Linked DNA regions of Anas platyrhynchos: region 1 is linked to region 2. The links are chromatin contacts, called in public Hi-C maps. All regions are on one chromosome and are shown on one strand. The core of a region is the stretch at or near the end of the contact, and the rest is flanking DNA. Distances in the headings are between cores, read along the strand shown.

Evidence for each region. Hi-C and Micro-C count contacts between places; a contact is called where the count stands out from the background.
Region 1: a Hi-C map of liver shows a contact between it and region 2, with 2.8 times the contacts expected there. The contact joins two enhancer-like sites. A contact is called at or near these places in 2 of 8 Hi-C or Micro-C datasets (liver and subcutaneous adipose tissue).

What each region holds. Positions count from the first base shown.
Region 1 is chr2:39,312,796-39,315,769 of IASCAAS_PekinDuck_T2T, reverse strand. SDCBP (syndecan binding protein) reads left to right here. Exons shown (of 9, transcript XM_027452272.3): 2 at 2,115-2,180. The coding sequence starts at 2,130. Among named protein-coding and RNA genes, the nearest start is that of SDCBP, 3.5 kb to the left of the region's middle. Within about 2 kb of position 1,554, at least 2 of the 8 cell types and tissues checked have an H3K27ac peak or open chromatin away from gene starts, as enhancers often do.
Region 2 is chr2:39,274,660-39,277,671 of IASCAAS_PekinDuck_T2T, reverse strand. NSMAF (neutral sphingomyelinase activation associated factor) reads right to left here. Exons shown (of 31, transcript XM_027452273.3): 6 at 698-748. Among named protein-coding and RNA genes, the nearest start is that of NSMAF, 12 kb to the right of the region's middle. Within about 2 kb of position 1,686, at least 3 of the 8 cell types and tissues checked have an H3K27ac peak or open chromatin away from gene starts, as enhancers often do.

The DNA.
Region 1 (2,974 bases), core at 305-2,804, 38 kb before region 2:
AGGGAGGTGGCCTGGGCGGTGGCAGAGCGGTGGGGTAAGCTGCTGGAGTGCTTCCTAAAGTGTTTGGGGAGCTAATATATGTTGAGTTTTGCTAGTACTCTTCGACAGAAAGCTCCTTGTTCCTCGTATTAAAGTAGAAGAAGTTTCAGATGGCATCCTGGCAAGTGTGACCAGGGATTGCAGGGCAGGATGAGGTTGGTCTGTGGAGGAAAACCAAAGCTGGTCCAGGTGGAAGTTTGCTGGTGTTTAGCTTAGTGATATGGTTTAGTGGAGGACTTGTTAGTTTTAGGTCAGAGGTTGGATTCGGTGATCTTGAGGTCTCTTCTAACCTTGAAATTCTGTGTGGAAATGGTCACTGGGACCAGAGACACCGCAGACCCTGGGTGCTGTCTGTGCTACCATGCAGATGTTGGAGCTCATGGTGGGCTTCTGCTCCCTTTGTTGCCCTATGATGGGACCACTCTGTCCCATGGGGTGCTGACTGCTGACTTTGAACGTGTGCTGCAGCTGAAATCACCATGACCGATGTAGCTTGGAAGGAGATATCCAGCCTGATGTGTGTGCCTCTTCACCGGTACTGGCAGCAGAGTGCAGTGTCCAGGGATTGCATACCCGAGCAAGCGTTTTGCTGGGCTTGGGTTTGCATTAGCCATTACCCCTTTGAGTTTAGCAAAAGCATTTAATTGCTTTCAGGTCAATGCTGCCTTAAAATGGAATTTTAAACTCGCTTTAAATGTGTTTAATTTTTAAGGCTTCCAGGTCTTGGCTATACTTGGTTTAGCTGCATCAACTTCACGAAATTATCAGTTGCACATAATTACAAACGCGTGGCCTGTTATGTCAGGTCAATTCAGATCCCTGCCATGTTTTGGGCTCTTCTAAAGTTTTAATTGCAGTTTGACATGATACTTGAGCTCCTGGGCACTCTGCTGAACAAGTAGAAAAGCTGTTAGTGACCTTGATGTAATGTAAGGAGACATCTATTGTGTTCCTGCAGCGTCATGTTAGGCAGCGGATTTTTTTAATCAATTCGGTATCTGCATGTGAAGAAGCAGTAGCTCAGGGATTTATATAGTGGTTGCTCTTAGTCTGGACTTATAGTTAATTCGTTACGCAAATGAGGACCTCTGAAGTGTTTGGATGAGAAAATTAATCCCCAAACCAGAAGCTATTAGTAGTGCTGCCCCGTTAGCTGTGTTCTCCGTGCCATATGTAACTTGCAAGACTTTGTCATGTTTTGATGTCTTCTCCTTCTGTTCCTCTTCTAGCCTTCCTCCTCTGAGTTAACACATTCACGTAATTTGGGGTGAAATGTCTCATTACTCTTTTGCAAAGCTCTGTTGACCTTGGTGAGAACTTGAGTGAAGGATCTCTTGAAAATGGCATTTCCTAAAGCCTCTGGTGCCCAGCTGTAGCAGAGCTGAGCATCGGTACAGTGCATTACAGGATCATGTGAAGTGTTTTTTTTTTTTATTATTACTTCCTGTTAATGTTGTCACAGGGCTTTCACAACATCACATGAGAGGCAGGCTGAAGTCCCTGTGGATTTTGAAACTCACCACTGACCGAATCTGGCTGGCTCATAATGTGGTACAAGTGGACATGGGAAGCCAGCTCTGATGAGTGACTCCTTTTGTAGGAACATCAGAATTATCAGTGTTTAGATACTTGGGGTAATAGTGTGAAAGCTTACAGAGTTGTATATAAATTACTGTTGAGTTTGTGTGGAGGAATATGATTAGGTTTTGCTTTCAAACCTCCTCACTGTTGCATCACTGCTTCCTACGTTCTTTCTTTATGATACTTACTGTGAAACAATTTTCTCTGTGTGGGATTTCTCATAGCTGAGACCTAAACTTTGGCACCACTAAGTATAGTAAATAAAGCCTATTACACAAAGACTATTATTGATAATAGATTAAATAGATAGCCTTAATGGAATTTGTCTCTAGTGCTGCGTATCTGTCATGCTGAGACTTGCGGGTCACAGCTGAACTTATTTAATGCTTTGTCTGTTTTCTCTTTTCTTTTTTAAGTTGTAACATTAGGTAAATACCTGATGTCTAACCCTGTTTTGTTTGCTTTTCTCCTTTCCGTGTCTTCCTGTAATTCAGTGAGACTGCATCAAAATGTCTCTCTATCCTTCCCTGGAAGATCTGAAGGTGGACAAAGTTATTCAGGTATGGGAGGCTTTTGTAAAAATGGTGACAATAATAGATGTGTTGATATTTAGTAAGGGGAGGGGGAGATTTTTATGGAAGTTGTGATGTGATGTTTTACCATTGCACTTCTAAGGATCATTGGACCCTTGAAGTTGTAGGTAAGGATTGTAGTTGGGATTTCTTTGTTCTGTCTGCCATGTCCCGTGTGCTTCTTATATGAAGATGCAGTTGGGTAACATGAAATTTACCCCCCTGAACAAACAAACAAACCCACCCTGCCTGGAGCTAAAGATCAACTGCTAGAGTTTGTGATCTAAATGCTAAATGTGGTCTATTTACTACTTTTAACTTTTGTGACCACTGAATGAAGCATTGAGGAAATGGAAGTAGGGTATCTCTGTGTTGAAAGACAAAATCTGTGTCTACAGCAAATCAGTGAGATTAAAATGGCTGCTGGTTTAAATGTAAACTTCTTGCACTAAATATTCTAACCCATTCTTTTTGCCCAGCATTTAAGTTGGAGGCATTTCTTCTAAATATGTTTGATAAATAATGAGTCACTCTTGCTCTGAAACTTCTCTCTAAACAAAACTTCCTGAAGAGGACTACGGAATCTTCTGTTTTTAAACATTATTTCCGTGAGGGGGGAAAAAAATAAAAAATTAAGTAATTCAATTGTCTTGCTGAATTAAATGATTTATGTGTCCTGCACAACATAGTTTTTGTTGTGCTGAAACTTTTCCACACCTTTAATCTGTGTCTTAGAGATAGATACTGGGATAGCTGTTCCTGTCATACTTAGCAGGCCTCTG
Region 2 (3,012 bases), core at 437-2,936:
AATTCCTACAATTTCTTGTCTCTTATAGCAGCAATACATATTTATGGACTCCATGACTCCTGAAATCTTTCACTTGAACAAATATGGCAAGAAATATAATACAATAGCCTGTTTCAATTCTTGCCTTTGGAAAGACTTTTTGGGCAGAAATAGTGTTTCAATGACTCTGCGTTTTCATTTTGCATTTGTATCTTAAACCATCTCCCATTCCATCTGAAAAACCCTTACTTGTGCACTTCAAAGCCCTCAGGCTCAAGAATCGGAGCAGACTCACCCCATCAGCAGAAAGGAACCAGAAGCAAGCTCTGGTTTCTGCTGTAAGCAGACTTATCTGCCATTCCTTTGAACCGCAACGCATTCAGCTGGGAAATCTCAGTTAGGAATCTCTCATCTGGGTGTGCTTAGAACTGAGGAGAAGTGACCACTAAATACCAGTGGCCAGCTGACAGCTCTGTCTGATTGTTCAGCCCACAGAGCTGCACAGCAAGGGCAGCAAGGTCTGCAGTATGTCCTCCAACAAACAATACAAATACATTGTAGAAGAATTCAAGCACTGTTTTTTTATTCAATGTGTACAATTTTTTAAGCTTTCTTGTCATATTCCTCAACTTATTATCACCTTACTCTTTCCAAAATGAGAGCATAGGTCTTTGCAGAACATGAGTTCACTAAAAACAGTGAAAAAATGCATACTTACTCTGACTGTTTTATAGGGTGCAATGATGTTTCTTTCTTTAATGAGAAAAGCCTGAAAAAGCAAGAATGTTAGTTTTAGCCTGAAAAAAACCACACCACCCCAAACAAAAAAAGAACACATCCGAAAAAAGCAAAATAAACCCAAACCCACATCAATAATAAACATACATCCTGATAAAGGCAGAACTAAAAACACTGTTTAAGCAGTCAAAATACTGGGTTGCAATATCCTGCTTTAACAACCCTACATGAACTGCAGAAAAACAATGACCTTTTGTAGCTGCTAACCACAAAAGGGACAAGTGTCCAACGCATTTCAGAGGCTTACTCACTTATACAGTCAATTAGTGAGCTTTTATTCCCATCATATGACCTTCAAGGAGTTGCGAGATTAAAGGCAGTAAACATAGCCACCAGTCTGGCCCCATTCAACAGAATACTCCTCCCCACCTTTTTGTCTGGCAGCTCATGTCCCTCCGGTTCTGCCCTGAAGGGAATGCCCCTTCCCATAGAGGCAACTCATGAAATACCGTGAGCCCTCTCAAATGAGCTCTTTCCACTGCCAAACATTTTGCTTCCTGTTCCAACAGCCACAAATGTCAGATTTCCTCTCTCATTCAATAGCTCGCTTTTGAACAGTTTTGTATTTCTGATGCTACTCAGATCTGGAGAGGACCTTCCCCTCCTCCCCCCTCCAAAAAAAAAACAAAACAAAAAACAACACGTGAAACCTTTAGATTTTTCTCTTCACAGCTCCTACACAAAGGTTTAACTGTTGGCACACTGGTTCATCACCTTATCATCTGCTGTCTGAAAGGTGTCAAAAGCCAGAAAAGTCTTGTTTTGCCCTGTCCATGGGAAAGGCTCAAACTTGTTAAAATCTCATGCCTGATTACGACTAACTCAGTCCTAAACTCCACGAAAGGCACCAGACTGCACTACCAATTGCATTATTCTACACCACGGCCTGAGAGCCTTTCAACACACCAGGCATCCACGTGGCTCCATCAGACCCAGTGCCTTGGTTTGCTTCCTACAGAGAGCATCACGCCTGTGGGTCTGCATTCAAAGGCAAATAAAGAAAACCAAAACCAAGAGAAATACTGTTATCAGCCTGGCAGATGAGGGTAGAGCAGTGGACACTGTCTATCTGGACTTCAGTAGGGCTCAGAAGCTAACATCACAGCTGACCTTTGCCACGTAACAACTCACAGTACGGGCAAGCCAGCAGAAATTGAGCAGCATGCTTAGAAGCTTGAAGGCTCAGCATGCCTCTTGAAGTGCTACATCAAATAATAATGGCAATTAGTTCCTTTCATCTGACATCAGCTTTTACAGACCTGGACCAGGCTACAGGAGAATAAAAATCAGAGTAAGAGGCACCTACTTTATACTCAGCACTTACTTCTGTACGATAACTAAATATTATTCTACACTGGAAGTCCCAAATTCCGAACTATGAGGGAAAAGCCAACAGCACACATCAAAAAACATATGGAAGCAGAACAAAAAAATGTAGCATACTACATTAATTTCATATTTTGGAGGACCTTTCTCCAATTATTATTTATATTTGAAATTTTAGTCATTATTTTTTAGTTTTCTTGTTACGTAAAGCAAAGCTTCTTATGCAGCTATGCATTAACAGCTTTAAGCCCAAAGAAAAGGTGAACATGTTGAAGATGATCCAGTTATTCACTATGTACAGTTTCCTACGAGACAGAAATTCTACTAAAAAATATTCAGAACTAGATCATGATTTATCATCAATACAACCACTGAACGAGTACTTTACACTTGAAAGTCCCTATGCCTTTTATATAAAATACCAGCATGTGTCATCACAGCAAAATGTTTCAGAGTACTTCCCCAGTGACAGAAGGATGACTGGCATGCTACACGTAGTGGGACAAACATTTCCCACTTAAAAAGTTAATTCTCTTTTCTTCATGAATGTTTTTATACTCATCTGTTCTTCAGAACATCAGTGTACGGTAGATGGGATGAATAAAAGGTGTAATGAAATAAAAGACAACACTTTTTTTTGACCACCTGCAAGTTTGCATGGAACAATTAGAAATACCTATAAACAACAACTGTAAAACACTCAATATAAAAAATAGCATAGACAAAATTAAATGCTTGGGTACCTCATTGACTGCCAGAGTACATTACGCAAGGCCTTCAATCTTTGGTAAAGACATTTTACCTTCTCAAACATTCTAGCATATTTGTATTTCCCATCTCATTTCTGCTCTTTCCAGAAATGACAACATGAGGGGTTTCTTTGTTTGTTTTAAGCTCTGGAACACTTAT